2 separate regions of the Acanthopagrus latus genome follow, and region 2 is linked to region 1. Evidence: chromatin contacts called from public Hi-C data. All regions are on one chromosome and are shown on one strand. Each heading gives the region's core, a stretch centred on a gene start, on an enhancer-like site or on the middle of the called end of the contact. The rest is flanking DNA. Distances are from core to core; before and after follow the strand shown.

What was found. Hi-C and Micro-C count contacts between places; a contact is called where the count stands out from the background.
Region 2: a Hi-C map of muscle shows a contact between it and region 1, with 3 times the contacts expected there. The contact joins the promoter of LOC119008397 here to the promoter of pip4k2aa in region 1. A contact is called at or near these places in 2 of 4 Hi-C or Micro-C datasets (liver and muscle).

What each region holds. Positions count from the first base shown.
Region 1 is chr19:11,694,759-11,700,112 of fAcaLat1.1, reverse strand. It overlaps pip4k2aa (phosphatidylinositol 5-phosphate 4-kinase type-2 alpha), which reads right to left and starts at 2,213. Exons shown (of 11, transcript XM_037078402.1): 1 at 2,151-2,213. armc3 (armadillo repeat-containing protein 3) reads left to right here and starts at 2,202. Exons shown (of 18, transcript XM_037078398.1): 1 at 2,202-2,342; 2 at 2,534-2,589; 3 at 2,789-2,906; 4 at 3,305-3,430; 5 at 3,553-3,621; 6 at 3,731-3,903; 7 at 4,058-4,252; 8 at 4,491-4,674; 9 at 4,776-4,928; 10 at 5,017-5,125. The coding sequence starts at 2,542.
Region 2 is chr19:11,855,503-11,861,687 of fAcaLat1.1, reverse strand. LOC119008397 (polycystic kidney disease 1 like 1) reads right to left here and starts at 3,992. Exons shown (of 56, transcript XM_037078645.1): 1 at 3,902-3,992. The coding sequence starts at 3,903.

The DNA.
Region 1 (5,354 bases), core at 964-3,463:
GGGAAGATCTCTTATGACACAAGGCCCTAGGAGCTTATCCTACATGTGCACAACAGGAAGCCAAAGAAGAGTTCACTGCTCAGACACACACACACACACACACACACACTTTTAGTGCTTACATCAAAACCATGCATATATCATGCGAGATGTAACTGTATGAAAGCTTACTAAAGCAAATATAAGTAATGATTTCAGCACAGTCACTCATTTACAATGACAGTACCGACCAACGTCTGGACAGCTGTCATCTCCTATTTATCAATCAAATGCAAAAACACAAAGGCACACAGCTGACAGCAAGTGGGGCTTAATGTGGCACATCAAAGGGTCAGGAAAGACACAACTGTGGGGGATCATAAGGACATTAGATGGTCTGACTCACCGAATGGTTGACTCCCCACATAACCACGCTGAGCAGAGGGTCGCTTGCGCGGAAGAGCTTCACTTTCTGGGCAACGAAGTGCTTTTTCTTGGTCTTCGTTTTGCTCGCAATAGATGCAGCGATGCTGGCCGCCGAAGCCATTTTAAAGCAAACTGGCTGGTTATTGCAGTCTGTGTGATTATCTTGAAAGAGTGTCTTCCCCTTGAGGTTGGCACAGCGGCCACCAGCTCACGACTCAGTATTACCAATACTATTCATTTAGCCAGCTTGCAAATCAAAGTGCCCCAATTCTTTTCTTCATCCGACGTCCCACACAGCTTGCCTGACGCTATGGCCCTAACTCGACAAGAACTAATGTGAGAAAATAAGATATGTTAAAGCTAATACTGCTGCTTTCCTTCGCCTAACAGTCCGCTGCTGCCCTCAGCCCGCATCATAAGTCACCGCTCTTCCTTCCTTGACTGGTCTGGAGCTCTCCGCACCCCTGCGATGTGGGCTCTCACTGAGCTGGCGTTAGCATAGCCGATTAGCTTGCTAGCTAGCAAGCGCCAACGATAAATTTTGTAAAATTAATAAACGTATAAAACAAAAAGCGTGTGAAGCCCAGTGACAACCGACACACAAATTTCGTGCAGCCTTACAACCAATTACTAAAATGACACATTAGTGATGATGAATGGCTAACTGAACGCTCCTGGCCATCAGCTAACCTTACTCCCTCCGACCTTCGCTAGCGAGCCAGCTACGTAACGTCAGCCAACTGACGGCACAAAGCAGAACCGGACTCCGTTCAGCTGCTAGCTACCATTAGCCTGCAAGCTAACTATTAACATTAGCAGCTCTTAACTAGCAAAGCGGCTCAGCCCTCGTACGCTTCCGTTGTCAGTCCGTCGAGACGACAGGGGTACCGTGTCATAGTCCTGCCCCGCTTGAACTGAAACGCCGAGGAGCAACTATCTAGACGTCAAAACGAGCGGCCAGTCAACTCCGTCTGCAGCGTAGAGGCTCATGTGTGCTGCTGTCAACTGACAGCTCGACGGAGGAGGGGAGGTGACAGCCTGCGCTTTGCAGTGCCTGCTGCGCTGATTCGCTGCAACCCCCTCCCTCCGCCGGGTTAATGCTACTTTTTCTGTGGCGTTTAGCAGCACACAGGAGTGTTTTTTTTTCATATCAGTCTAATTTTGCCTTTAGATTTCAATAGCACGTTGACAGCTGAAATAAATCAAAAACCCATTTGAGCGTGAATACGCAGCATTCGCTGTACATTTTCAGGTGGGCCGGTTGTATGAATGTGAGCGTGCGAGCGTGCGTGCGTGGGCGCGCGCATTTGCAGCTCGTGTAATAATAATGCATTAGCAGTAAAAACCTGTACATCATCCCAGCCATCCCCCATCCTTGATTTGCTTTAGTTTAGATTAATCGGAGGCTCATTTCAGGCTGCAGAGCGATAATGTCCCACACCACCAGCGGTAATGTCTTTAGAGGTCATTTGGCTTTCTGGTGCATACTGTGCTGTTTCCACTGGCACATTGCTGTGTCAGTGCCTCTCTAAGAGCAGGAGGCATCAAGTGTGCTGATGCTGTATAGAAGCTCATTTGTTTTATGACTCACCCTTCACAGCAGCGCATAGGTCTGCCTTTGCCATGACCTACAGATGAAAGCCCCCCTCTCAACACATACACGCACACTCTCTCTCACACAATGGCCCATATATTCCCCTGTCATTTTTCAATATAACATCCGTTCATTTCTTTATGAAGCCCACCTGTTCATGCAAATGTGAGCCATAAAGCTAACCGGTGAAGCCCTCGTTAGCCCAACGTGGCATCCGTTGCCTAGCAACGCGATGTCAACCTCGTTTTCCAAAACACCAAACTAGCTACTAGCCTGACTGTTTATGCCGGCGGTCGTGGTTATGACACATCTTTAACTTGCCATTTAGTTTGGAGAGAAATAGGTAAGGGATACTGAATATTTTAGATGCAGTACTGTGTGTCTGTTTCCTTTGAAGGCGTCAACACTGCAAGTGTAGCCGGCTAAACTGTCAGGTTAGCTTCGGGATTTGGCTAGCATGGCTAACTAAATTCATGACCACAAGACACAGAGTTGATTGCATTGAACAGCGGATGTGCCTTCTCCCCCTTCTAGGACACAGAATGGGGAAGAAAGTGAGAAAAGAGAGTGAAACTTCATGCAAGGAAACGGTGAGAGATTCCTGCCATGAAAACCTTCTCATCTTTCACCCCTTTGATGAATGTAGCTTACGTGTTTGTGAAGCGTTTTATGTGTTTCATGTCGGCTGAAAACGCTGCCCTGAAAGCATACCCGGGCACGGACACAAGATATGATATAAAGATATTACACAGGTATAAAGCATTAACATATCTGTCCTCACGTTGCCAGTTTGAACCACTACCTGTTGAGGGAAAAAACCCAGCAACAGTCGTGCTGCTGCTGAGCTCCCCAGAGGAGGACATACTAGTGAAAGCCTGTGAGGCAATCCACACATTTGCAGAGAAAGGTACAGTAGGGTTTCGCGCTGCTGGCACATTTTGTTTGTTTGTTTATGCTGAGCAACTATGCAGCTGAAAAGCGCAAAAATATATTTGTGGTTGACTACTGTCCTGTCTAATCTCCTGACCTTTACGGGGAAACCATCTGTTAACATTCTACCCTCATAAAACACGCGTATGCTTTTGTACATTAGGAGCAGCTGACATGTTTGAAATGTTATTTAAAATAGAATCAAAATCCATTGAATAATAAAAAAAAAGTCTATGTCTACTCTTTTTTAATGTTTAATCACACTGCAGTGTTTGTCCTCACGACTTCACAGATACACAATAAACGCCCACACGCACTCAGGTCTGTTGGGTACCATACTTAATTTCCCTGTTCACTGTCTCCCCCTGTTGTTAGGAGATGAGAACAAGGTTTCTCTGCTTGGACTTGGGGCATTGGAGCCTCTCTGTCAGCTCATCAGTCACAGCAACAAGTTGGTCAGACGCACCGCCCTCATGGCCTTGGGCATCATGGCCACCAACAGTGAGTCAGTCGGCTTCTCAGTCGTTTGGTGGCGTACAATGCAACCAGGTGACTGGAGTTTTGTTGACCTCCAGACTGAATGGTGGGTTGTGGTTAACGTTGTCTCGTGTTTCCATTGAAAGGCGATGTAAAGAGTGCTCTGAAAAAAATTGATGTCATTCCATCAATCATCGACAAGCTGTCACTTGAGGGTGAGTCATTTTGATCATAGGATGAATAGACCCAGAAGTATATATTTACTGTGTATATGCGGCAACAAAACTAACAAACAACAAAATTTCCTCTCTCCTCTTCAAGAAGATGTAGTTGTCCATGAATATGCAACACTGTGCCTGGCCTCTCTGTCAGTGGATTTTGTCTGTAAGGTCCAGATCTTTGACAGCAAGGGCCTGCCGACTCTAATCCAGCTCCTATCCAGTCCAGACCCTGATGTTAAGAAGAACTCTCTAGAGACCATATTCAACATGGTTCAGGTGAGTCAAAGTTATCTGCCTTGAGGAGGTTTCGAGGCTGTGTAGTTATAAAACTATCAACTGTATGGATCTCACAAGTCATAGTCTTGTGATGGGTGAAATTCAGAAAATTGTTCTTGCCTGTTTTCTCCTCTGTTATGCTGTATGTATAAAGGACTTCCAAAGTCGTCAGGCAGTACATGAACTGGGCGGGATCCCTCAACTTCTGGAACTGTTGAAGTCAGACTTCCCTGTCATTCAGCATTTGGCTTTAAAGACGCTGCAGAATGTCACCACTGATAAAGACACACGCAATACCTTCAGGGAAGAGCAAGGATTTGAGAGGCTCATGGATATCCTCAGTAACACGGTAGGAGTGTGTTCCAGAGAGAAGACATGCTTTTGTTGTAACATATTATGCATGCTTCATGTTGCCCTGTAGTTTTAATGAAATGCAATGAAGAATTTGAAATAACTGCTTATGTGTGCATCATTAAGTAAAAAAAGGTTTCTTTCGAATCTGCACTTGTTCTCACCTCCTGTTACCTTCTCGAGCCATATTCGAGGTCTGTGTCCTCTACACCCTCTTACGTGCATCATTTTTACAGGACTTCAGTGACCTCCATATTGAAGCCTTACAGGTAGTTGCTAACTGTCTGAATGACAGTGAGAGTTTCCAACTAATCCACCAGGATGGAGGGCTGACAAGGCTGATGGAGTTTATTATCACCCCTGACATCACTGAAATCCAGTCCTGTGCTGTTAAATGCATCGCCAGGGTTGCTCAGAGCGGTAAGCACAAAAGGAAACAAAAATTAGATCATTTTCTCTTTTTCTACTTTAAGTTTGGAAATCGTAAGGGTACTGACTTAACTTTCCAACTGTGAGTGTAGCTGAGAATCGCAAGCTGCTCCACAAGCAGAACGTGGAGAAGGTTCTGGTGGAGCTTCTGTCCGTGTCGGATGTCAGTGTGAAAACAGCAAGCTGCCAGGCTGTGTCCAAAATGAGCTTTCATCTAGCCTGCAAAGACCGCTTCAGAGACCTGGGTACATGAACATGAACAACAAAAAGCCAACATAATATCAATACTCACAAAGATGAAGTGTGAATGTGTTGGTTTTCTATGTGTTTCAGGTGGTATCCCTGCAGTTGTACAGCTGCTGAACAATGAGAGCTTGGTGCTGAGAGAGGCAGCAACGCATGCCCTTTCCAACCTCACACATGGAAACAAGCTCAACGCATTGTGAGTGACGGACAACCTGAGGACATTTCTTTTTGCTGTTCTTGGAATAAGTTTGGAATTTTGTGTTCCATTAGATATTTGAATGTCATAGCTACATTATGTTACTGCAAAACACCTGAAACTTTAGAGATTTCAAGGTATTTTGAGTGTGTATTCCACAAAGTATTATTGATATATATACTGTATTGCCAAATGTGTACAAAACACTTTCTAAGACCCAAATTTTAAA
Region 2 (6,185 bases), core at 2,743-5,242, 160 kb before region 1:
GTGTTTGAAATTAAATTTGTTTTTAAAAGACTTCAGAACAACAGGGCTGCACAAACGCAGGAGTGCGTTTTTTAAAAATAAAAATCTGTTTTTTATACTCTAATCCAAGTTGGTGTCAACATTTAGGGACAACAGGGATAATCTTTTTAATAACATGAAGTGGATTTTCACCTTAACCCCCATCAAACATGGCACAAACAAATCCAGCTGAAAACCACCTGCGTGTTCTTGTGCAGCCCCCCCTCGCCAAAAAACACTCACCCCTCATCCAGGCAGCGCACGGAGCAGGCTACCGGGTCAAGGTCACGGGCGCCTTCGGGTGCTCGGAGAACCGAGCTGCCGGCGCTGACGCACCCCGTGAACCACGGCGAAATCTCGCGGTCCGTCGCAGGCGCCGCCGCGGACAAGCGCTGAAAAATGAGCGTGCAGAGGACAACACCGAACATGTCTGAGGCCCGAGAGAGAGGACGAGCTGGCGAGGAGGAGGGCGAGTTTCAGTACGAAGGGAAAGACAGGAGGCCGCACACTGCATACAGTACAGGGTGTGTGTGTGTGTGTGGGAGGTGTGAACACAGAGACTGTATGCAAATTAAGCATCCGAATAAGTGAGAGTTTCATACCAGAGGCCGTGTGCGTGTATCCGGTGATGCTGCTGAGGATGAAGTGATCTCACCCTGCCACCCTTTTTTTTTTTTTTTTTCCAAACTGTATTTCATGCATGTTGTGTCGTGGGGGAATTTAAATGAATGTGCATCTGCCCTTTAAATGGGATTTGTTCTGCAAAGTGAACGTCTAATTTTTTATTTTTTTTTAACGCCATGTGTCACACGCACAGCTGCACCGAGTCTGCCCCCTCCAGACCTGCGTTGCTGCCTGTTCTGTCACGAACGCTGCAAAAATTATGCGTTCAAATGAGGCACAGAAATACCACATCAAACAAACAAAAAGAAAGAAAGAGAGAAGAAGAAAGAATAGAGGAACGGGTGATCTTTTTCTCCCCCCTCCAGCCTCGTGCACACTTTTAATCCAGAGATGTGAATGAAGTGACGCTGTTGATCTGTTGTCATCACACCGCCTCGTTTGGATGGACCCAACTGGCCCGAGAGTGACCTGGCCCCGTGCCCAGCTGCTTTAGAAAGGCCTCAAAACTGGATGAGAAGAAACAAGGGGGAATTATTCCTTTACAGCCACGCGTGAGACACGAGCCACGGAGCAAATCCCGTTACTGACGGGATCCCGTTACTGTCCAGCAGCCCGTTTGAAGCCGGCTGGACCACCTCAGGGTCAGAACTGATCTCAGTTGTTTCACCAGCATTAAAAAAAAAAAAAAAAAACGGCAACTGTCCTCAGACTCGTCCAAAAGTGTTAATGTGTCTTTTTTTAATAAAATTTGGGGACTATGTGTTTTACTAAACAGTTAGGCTGTCAACTGAGCCATTAAGCCTACAAAGCTGAATAACATGCACCATGAGCTGAATCAATCGTTCATGCCGGAGCGTTCGAATTTTGGTTTTTTTTTTCTGACGCATAAAAGTGACAAAATGTGTTGCACCTGAGCGTCACCTGTGCGCACTGGTGCGTCAAGGTGCCTCTGCTCCTGCGCCGGACACGCCATTTACCGTCTTAACCCAAGGAAATTCTACCCAAAAAAATCTGAAAATGATCTCACCAGCAGTGGCAGCCCATTTTGAACTTGTTTTTTTTTCCACAAAGGTATGACCGGAAGCTTCAGCGCGATCTCCCTCTCATGACGCACTTTATTTTTTGCAGAGCGCCTAAAAGCTGTTGGACTGAAAGATACATTTAAGAAAAAAAAAATTCAAAAACAGACCAGTTTGCCCTGTGAGCCCTTCGGTGAAAAAAAAAACCCAAAGCCGTCCTCGCCGTGCTGCTAACTCCACCGCTCCACCTTAAAAAACTCTTCCGGTTTCCCAGACATCCCCTTTAAGAGAATTGCGCGCTCCTCGGCGCGGCCGGCAGGAGGCGCTTTCAGACCGCGCCATCTCCTCGGGCTGACTGTACCGGAGAGAGGCACAGCGGGGGGAATCAAACACATTTTCTGTCCATTTTTCATGCGGAATACGCGCATATTTGGACGATTTCGTTTCGTGTCCGGCCGAACGTTTGGACGCAGTGAAAAAAAAACCCAGCAAGCGGATAAACGGAAACACAAATCATCACATTTTACTTCAGCCCAAAAAAATAAAAAATAAACGGTGGTAATCTTTATTGTTGCTCAAATATAGATTAACGGCACAGCGCACTGGTTATATGATTTAAATTTGACATCTCATATTTCGGTATGTTAAATCAGGATCGTTCTTGTATTTATTAATTAATAGTGAAAATTCATTAAGTATTATTGGCCGTGGGACCCCCCGGAGTCCAGTCAAGCACCTCCTGGTTGTCTGAGGAGCGTTTTCTTAACCCAGCCCCTCACATCAATATGCGGGGCTGTGCCCCGTGACAGTGTATATAAAGCCCACACCGGGCCCGGTGTACCTCCAATAACCTGCCTCATTCGTTAAGCGCACGGTGGGTTTTCAACGTGCACACGCGGTGACACAATTAACAAACCGCCAAGTCAACGAAATCTGTCAAATAAAAAGGAGGGGAAGCTGGTGGATCGGCGCTGCGGCGCTGCGTAACGGTGGGAGTGGGCGATAAAACAGGCGAGGTGCGCGGGGTCTCGCCGAGGACGCGGAGTCCGCTGGAGGGACCGGTTCAGCGCACTGTACGGAGCCGGGGCGATATCAAATATAGATCATGTCAGCAGGAGGGTTGTCGGACAAAAAAAATAAATAAATAAAAAAGAGAAAGAAAGAAAGAAAAGAAAGAAAGAAAAAAGCAGGGACATGCTGGAGGGAAAAGCAGCCCGTTACTTCAGCCTTCACACCTTTATATTTGCACATATTTAAGCGCCTTTATCACCATGGGAGGGAATTAGAGTTACACCTTCACACGAAGATGAACAAATAATCCAAGCCGCTCCATGTGCTGATCCTTGACTGGACTTCCACCTCTTTATTCACCAGCCCCATCACAGACTCAAGTTCCCTTCATCTGGGTGTAAATATTTGAAGAAAAATCGTTCAGTGGCTGCTCCTCCGCCAAAAATAGATCCGACAGGCTCCCGCTTTTCAAACCAAATTATTGTTATTATTATTATTTTTGGCTTACAGGAGGCTCCTTTTGCCTCGCATTTCAGAGGGCTTTCCTACTTTTTGATCTATTATTTAGCTCATTCATCTCTGATCTCAGCAGATACCACTTTCAGACCAATGAGCCACACAGCAGCTCGTATACTCCCCCGAGTAATGAATTTGATAAAGAAGTCGTGTGGTGGAAGGTATTCATGGAGAGAGTCTCTTGGAGCCTAAAATAAATACAGGACCCATGATCCCTCTCTGACCAAACCTCACTCTGAAGCGAGGGCACGGCCATTTTTTAAAATTAAATCACTGATAAAGATGTCCAGGTGTGGCCACGTCTGTCCCCCTCACCGCCTCCGTGGCTCAGTCTCTGTCTAAATGCGAATTATCTGCGATCACAAGCTGTTCGTTTTATCAGCTCTGTGATGTCTTTAAAGAAGAAATCATGGACGCAGGCCAACGTTTTCTATTCGGGAGCGGACGAGAAAACGAGCTGCGTCATGTTGCCAAAACAGAAATGAAACAAGATAAGCAGCAGATTAGGCCGTCATGGCAGCGAGAGGCGAGGAGGCGAGTCCAGCCACAATAAAAAGCAAATGAATCATGTGGAAAAATAAAGTGTTTGAACCCAAGGAGGACTCGGGGAGAGGGGAGAAGAGGCTGTTTGAAGCTGCCAGACATGAGGCAGCTTGTTTTGGCTTTATTCTTCCCCAATCTGTTCGCGTTTATGTATTTTAAAGCATACTCACATGTAAACTTTATATTTCAGGCAGCTGATTACTGTGGCTGTGCAGCAGTCTGAGTGTTTTTGCGTTCATCTGTAACGCAGGACTTCCATCCTTCTGTCAAACATGAATAGGAAACGACTAACTGCAGATTTTGAAGGAATCTAGTAAAGAAATGGACTCAAATATAAAAAGAAACGTAATGTCGTATGTGCCGTTAATCAAAGGCCCTGCGTCATCGTGCGTCACCTTCTCTTTAAACAGGCGCTTGAACTGGACATTTTATCTGCAAATGTATGGCGAGGTGATTTGTGATTTTACAGCGAACAACAGCAGAATCTAAAACTGACAAATTTTCATTTCAGTCCCCAGTCTGTTTGAAATTAGTGCAAGCTTTACAACAGGACCAGCCAAAGTTAGAGCTAAACTAGGTGCCAATTTAGATAAAAAGTCCATAACTGACCATATGTTGTGCTTCAGCCTGTGCTTTCATTATTGCGTGTTCTGTTCTTGCTCCATGCGCTCTTGAATCACACAAACACAGAAATAAATGACGTTTGCCACTTTTTGCAGGTTAATTAATGAGTCTGAACTCACAATTAAGACGTAGTTGTTATTCAATCAGCTGTCTTCAGGGTACAAACGCTCCTGGGACCCGCTTATGTTTTCTTTTCTTTTCTTTTCTTTTCTTTTCTTTTCTTTTCTTTTTTTTTCTTTCTTTTTTTCTAACATACCTGATTCTTCTCTTTGTGCTGCCCAAGTCACTCAGTCTTTGCGTGATCCCAAACTCTCTGCCTATTCATTTACAAGCTGCTCAACCACGAATCCAAACAGGAGGCCTGGAAAAATAATTCAAAGTTCAGGATAAACCAAATCAATAAACCAATAAGTGACGATCTGCCAACGACCTAAAATTCATGAATGGATACTAACGCGAGAAAATGGTGGTTTTAAGGTCCTATTTGTAAGAAAAGCTGATTTTTTGAGTCTCATCCCTAAGTTGTCAGAAAACTGACGCTTTTTTTGCCTTCATCCCAAAACGTCAGGTTTCGACGATTATAGAAACCCCGAGTGTCATTATTTGACGAGTTGGGAATGAGACTCAAAACTAAACTTTTCTTACAAACAGCACTTTTAATGGGGCTATAAGAAAAAAAAACCGCATCTATTTAATCCTAAAGCTTTTTTAAGCATTAGAAGCACCTTTATTATATAGTTCACCTTTGTGCTTCAACGCGTAGCATATAAGTTAAACATCCTTATTTAAAAGCTATTTGACGGCCTCTGTCGCCCTTTCCTCCTCCCTGGGGGGAGGAGAGGGAGCTCTGCGGGCTCGGATTACCCTCCAAACAAGCCTCAATCAGGCCAAATTATTAAGGAGGATCCACTGTAACATGCAGATCTTATCAGAGCAGGATCACCAGGGTCTGACAGGAAGGGCCGGGGAGCAGAGAAAACACGTAAAAAAAACGAGTTCAGCAGGATATTACATGACTTTTAATATCACAGGAAAGAAAGAAATCAGAGCAGCAGATTACAGAAACATCAGGACGTTAAACAATATCAGTATTTTACGGCAAATAAAACATTCTGTTTATGCTGTGTAAGGTTACAAAATAACCATGAACTGACAGCTCAAGGCAGTGACATGTTACCTAAACGAATCGTGCTCCGTGGCACGAATTCTCAGTGTTTTCTGTGACAGCCCAGCGCGACTTTAACAAGGGAAATTCGTGTCTTTGTCCACGAACTCTAAAGGTTTAAACAGCTGAACAGACTCTAACCTACAGAAAAGCTCTCTCTCTCTGCTCCTTAACCAAAGGGAACTTTCTCTTAAATGTAGCGTTTCATTCAGGCGGAGAAAACGTGTTGCACGCACGAAATACCCTGACAGTCACTAGAAAGGTCAGAATTAGTGTCCATGACAGTCTCACAGATTGCTGTGATGCTAAGATGGACAGAACTAACTTTAAAAAAAAACAAAACGTATAAACATAACAACCACATTTTAAATCTCTAGCAATACCACACAGGATAAAGTTATGAATAACAGACTTTAATGTGACCTATGGTGCTTTTATGGGCACTGGAGAAATACCTTAATGATTATTAAAGGGCACTTCTACCTATTTTTCATTCCAAGTTGAGCACTCCTCGGTCAAATTGGGCCTAAAAAAGCAGTTAGTTACAATGACTCCAGAACTCCCAGCTTTCGCCTTTGTCCCACATCCTGAACGCTCAATATAAAGAAGCGGCTGGAAAGAAAAAGTTGGCTGAAACCTTATCTGACAAAGGCCCAGACAGCCCC